2 separate regions of the Gossypium hirsutum genome follow, and region 1 is linked to region 2. A link is a contact called in public Hi-C data. All regions are on one chromosome and are shown on one strand. The core of a region is the stretch at or near the end of the contact, and the rest is flanking DNA. Distances in the headings are between cores, read along the strand shown.

Region 1 (2,759 bases), core at 100-2,599, 230 kb before region 2:
ATTCGGTTATTTGGGGCAAATGAAAAATCGGTAACCAGTAAGTTAGGGCACAATCTCTCAAAATTTCAAATACAGAATATTACATTTTTTTTTTGAAAAATCCCTACTTGTTTTACTTTAAGGAAGGGTATTCGATTACTTAGATTCGACGAGAAAAATCGAAACCCAGTAAGTTAGGGCACAATTTTCTCAAAGCTCCCAAGTACCGAGTATTGCCTTATTTAAAATTTTGAATGAAATGCAATAAATAAATGAAATGTATTTTTATTAAAAAGGATAATTCGATGACATAAGGAATGAAAAACGTGGCAATAACATTTCATGAATAATCTAAAATAATAAGGAAATGCAAAGGAACAACTTAGAATACATGCAATAGCAGCATATCATATACTATAGAAATACCCCCATTTATAACCAAGGGTTAATGAACTAGAAACCTATTTTAAAAGAAGTTTCAAGTAAATCACACAAATAAAATATAACAAGTTTTAAAATAAAATAAAATGAATAATAAGAAAAATGAAATTTTGGAAATATTCCTATACAAACTATACAGAATTTTTAAAACAGGTATAAATACAAGAATTTAAAAATAAATAGAAAAAAATAAAAGAAATAATATATTAAATAGTAATGTACAAATGAATTTTAAAATAAATATCATAAAGTAAATAATGTGAATGAAAATTTGATCTGTATCAAAAAAAATAAAATAATAAAATAATATGTGTAATGCGTAAATGAAATTCCAAAATAAATAATATGCATAAAAGATTAAAAGTAAATGATATACAAAGTAATATATATATATGAAAAACCTAATATAAATAATATATATAATAGTAATAATAATATATGAAGGTGTTTCAGATAGACAAATATGCATATGAAAATAAAATAAATACAAAAGTGTGAAATCAAAATAATTTAAAATAATATGTTAAAACAACATGTTTATTCTAAAAAAAATGAATAACTAAAACTTAATTAAGAGAAAAACAAAATCCAAGGGATAATTTATAAACAAGACAAATCATTAAAACAGAATTTTGGCCGAAATTAAATGTACACAAATGTTTGAAGACTAAAACCAAAGATGCCCCAAATCTCAAAATACTGCGCTAAGGGGAGGGCCGATTGAAATAGCACGCAGATTACAGGGACAATTTAAAAGAATTTAAAAAAACTTAACATGACTCGATTGAAAGCTAGCGCGAATGAGGGGGACTGATCGCGCAAATTACCCATTTAAGGGTAAAATGCACATGGATCCACTCCAAACGCGTACTGACTCTCCCCCCAATGCTGTTTTGTTTTATTACTCAAAATTATAACCTACTTTAATTCATTTTTTGCTTAAAAACCATTTTGACTTTGATTTTTTTTTAAAAAAAAAAACCTAAAGTTTTGGAATCCCTCACTCTCCCCTCTGCTCTACGCCGAAAGGCTTATGCCCAAGCCTTCAATTGCCCTAAAAGTCCGCTTGCGACCAACGAAGCAGAGTCCTCCGACAGTACGAGCACGACGTGCGATGAGTCCATCTCCTTCTCTCCTATCCTTTAGTTCGTGTTGTGGATCCGAATGGAAAGGTAAAAAAATAAAAAAAAAAACGAAACAAAATAAAGCCGTAGTAAATAATCCACCTTTGAAAATATTCCTTGTTTGCTTTCTATTGATTTTTGCGTGTATTTTGTATATAATCTGTAACCAATTTCTCTGAAAAATAAGAGTAAAAAAAAAACCTTTTACATATGTTTACGAAGGCTTTTATAGCCTTTTTTTTACGTGTTTTACGTGTTTACAGGTACGATTGATCACGTCTCTAATGTGGCGAGGTGGATGAGCGCAAGACGTGGAAGGGCGCGCGACGTACGGTGCCTGGGGACTGCTTCGATTGCGGCGGCTGAAGGTTGGCTGCTAGGGTTCTGCCGAAAATTTTTTTTTTGGGGGGGGCTAAAAATTTGGGCTAGGGTTCAGGTATTTTAGGATTGGGTTTGTATTGGGCTTGGTTGAATTGGGTCTGAGGGTGTTTTGTTTTAATTTAGTATTGGTTTGGGCCCCGGGCTAAAATTGAGCCCAACAGCTGCCCCTCTTTGCTCATTATCATGTAACGAGAATGATGCAAAGACTTTGAATGGGTCAATTTTGCCCGGTCTTACCAAGGTTTGACTTCGTGATTCTCTCTTTCTTCAGGTAACCTCACTTTAACCCACTGCATCTTCAGGGGTATAGGAACCCGTCTTCAATCTGCTCCCCTACTGCTTAGGAAGATGAGATCTGTAATTTTTAGCCTGTTACCCTACTGCTTAAGGGGTTAAGGCTCACTGTCTTTGATCTGCTCCATTACTATTTAGGGATAAGATCTGTACTTTCCAACTTGTTACCCTACTGCTTAGGGGGTTAAGGGTCGTATCTTCAACCTGCTCTCTTGCTACCTCAGAGAGATAAGGCCGGTGGCTAAAATCTACTCCATAGCTGATACATGGAGATAAGCTCTGTAATTTTCAGCCTGTTACCCTACTGTTTAAGGGTTAAGGCTTGTATCTTCAACCTGCTCTCTTGCTACCTCAGAAATATAAGGTCGGTGGCTAAAATCTACTCCATAGCCGATACATGGAGATAAGACTCGCCATTTTCGATCTGCTCCATAGCCGATACATGGAGATAAGATCTGTAATTTTCAGCCTGTTACCCTATGGCTTAGGGGGTTAAGGCTCGTATCTTCAACCTGCTCTCTTGCTACATCAGAGAGATAA
Region 2 (2,883 bases), core at 20-2,519:
CGGGTTATCATCCGAAACCGAGACCGAACCTGGTGAATCCATCCACTCCTGCAGGCAAATCTTACTTTCCATGTACTGCTCAATGATCATGTGCTACCAAAATCTGCAGCATATATGTAAAAACCAGATTAGAACCTATGAAACATAAAACTCTATACATACATAGGTACACACACACACACACACACATATATATATATGAAACATGGTCAATTAAAGCCAACAAAACATCATAAACTTTGTCTTCAATAACCAGAAAGTGCTGTTGGGTGGTAAGAAATGGGCTATGCATAAATTCATCCGCACAAGCTACTATCAAACACTTTATGAGCTCAACCACCCCCTCTTCTCTAGCTACATGAATTACTTATCATCCAATAGTGGGGGCACCTTAATAAAGAAACACAACTAACCATGTCATATAAAATTGGCAGCCAGAATGCATATCTAAATGCAGAAGATGTATTATGGTCGTTTAATCTTCTTCCAAGTATAGATTATCACAATCAAACTCCATTAAACCTTGATAAGGACTTTAAAAAAATTTCCATGTAGAAGATGACAGCGAATTTTAACAGATTGTTAAAGCAATAGCTTTTTTGATGCTTTTGGAAGCGGGTGAGGATTTCAAGGAAACATAAAATCAAAAACTTTCTCAGCTTTCCAAGAAAAAAACAAAAGAAGTTGTTTTGTTTTTAAGAAACATTGAAATTAACTTTTGAGATTTGAAATCCTTGAAAAGCTTTTGAAATTTTGATTGAAAACATTAGAAGATATTCATCAAGCTTCAATAAGAATAAAAAAACATCGTTCATAACTAGATTATAGAAAGTTTTTAAAAAAAAAAAACAGGAAGCCTTTGAAACAGAGACTGATGGGGGGATATATAAAGATTATCAATCCAAAACTTCAAAAACAAAATCAAACCCAGAAAAGATAACAAAAAACCCAATATTTATACGTAGAAAAGTTGGGATAACATACCAGTTAGTTGACAAGTCTCTTTTCATGTGAACTTTGATCAATAGAGAAGCTTTGTTTTTAATTTCTCAATGGAGAATATGATAAAGCTCTTCTCTGAAGAAACCAATATATATATATATATAAAAGTGTATGTAAAGGAGTGACTGATTGAGGTTGAGTTGAAAAGGAATAAGATTTTAAGGCTTTATGTTAATGAAAGACAAACAGAGATTTTTTCTTTAGAGAGCTAAAGAAGCAATCTGGGTTTGCTTTTATATATAGAAGACAAATAAGGATGAAAATGATAATATAATAATAATTTTCAAATCAATAATAATGACACCGAGAAGATAAACATTAATTAAAAATTCGATAGAATCAAAATTTGTAATATAATTGTAGATAATTTAGAGTCAATCATGATCTTATTTACTTATTTACTATGGAGGAGGAAATCATTTACCCCTAAAATTATTAAGCTAGTTTATTAATGATTTGATTTATAAAATATTTTTATAATCATATATATATTAATAATTATGTCTTTACCAAATTTTATTTATTTAATTTTTTAATTATTTTGTTTGACTAAATTTTAGCTCTATTAGTATGAATATTTTTATCAATACATGAGCACATGAGTTTTAGTACGCTAAAGCGCATTATTCTCTTATTTATGAGTTAAGAGAGGCTATAGATACTTAAAGATATTATCTTTAAAATAACAATTATTAGAACCTATAATAGAATTATTTAATAAAATTATAATTAATTTGTTATGAGTTTATTTACTAGTATAGATTGTTAGACAAGGTCTTTTAAAATGAAAAATTTTCTATTTAAGTCTTTTGAAAATTTTAAAATTTTAAATTAATTAAAATAAAATCGTTAATTCTTTTTATAATTATTCACTTGTATAAAAAATCATAATTAAAGTTTTCATATAGGTAGAATTTTATAAAAGCTTGTTTTGCAATTTTATTATAATTTAATTATTTTAATTATTTTATTTTTCGAATGCTTTTTTTTTAATTTTGAGGTCTAGCTTATTTTTTAAATAATTTGAAATGATTTTGTTATAAATGGATTCAAGTAAATTTTCTTTTATTTTAGTTTTGAAATAAAATCTAATTCAATAAACAATTTAGTTAAATTTATTTTGATTTGATAACAATCGAATATCAAATTTAAATTTTTTGAATTAATTACTTCAAATCGAAAATAATTTGAATTTGTAACCTCCCTTAAAAGTTCTCCCAAATTAGAATACGCAAAGGGTTTGGCTTGAGGCAACTAAGTTTAAATATTTAAATATATATATAATTAACTTTTAATTTGCTTGTGAAATAAAAAATATTTTATTGTTTTTGTATTAAATAATTATACTTTTTTAAAGTAAAATAAAACATAAAAAATAATTTTATAACGAAATTAACTGTTATAGTAAATTATTATTATAAAGAAGATTGATTGTATTTAATTATTCTAATCGAGAGTTGTAAGAACTGAAGAAGAAATTATGCAAGTAATTAGTTATTGTAATATTTAATTTTCTATTTTAAATTAAGAAATTAATTAATTATAATTTATACTATTAAATAGCTTAATTACATTTGATGATTTAAAATGTATTTGAGAATGTACCGATTAATAGTTAACGATTCAACGCTTGTTACGTGGCCTCCGATGCACTATTTATTCAACCTTCTTACGTGGCACCCTATGCACTACTCACTTTTTTTATTATTAATAATTACATACTTTAATTCATGTTTTATTCTCTTTTAACAATGAAAGGTCATAAGTGAATAATAAAATTTTAGGATTAAAATGTAATTTTATTATTATATTAATTTATAATTACATTGAATATAAACTATTTGTATAGTAAATTCATTTTAAAGAGAATAAAATTATTGA

What was found. Hi-C and Micro-C count contacts between places; a contact is called where the count stands out from the background.
Region 1: a Hi-C map of leaf shows a contact between it and region 2, with 1.5 times the contacts expected there. The contact joins the promoter of LOC107948984 here to the promoter of LOC121228213 in region 2. A contact is called at or near these places in 3 of 34 Hi-C or Micro-C datasets (all in leaf).

What each region holds. Positions count from the first base shown.
Region 1 is chrA04:82,271,944-82,274,702 of Gossypium_hirsutum_v2.1, reverse strand. It overlaps LOC107948984, which reads left to right and starts at 1,349. Exons shown (of 3, transcript XM_016883671.2): 1 at 1,349-1,592; 2 at 1,808-1,912. The coding sequence starts at 1,454.
Region 2 is chrA04:82,042,772-82,045,654 of Gossypium_hirsutum_v2.1, reverse strand. It overlaps LOC121228213 (E3 ubiquitin-protein ligase RMA1H1), which reads right to left and starts at 1,269. Exons shown (of 2, transcript XM_041111519.1): 1 at 985-1,269; 2 at 1-103. The coding sequence starts at 90.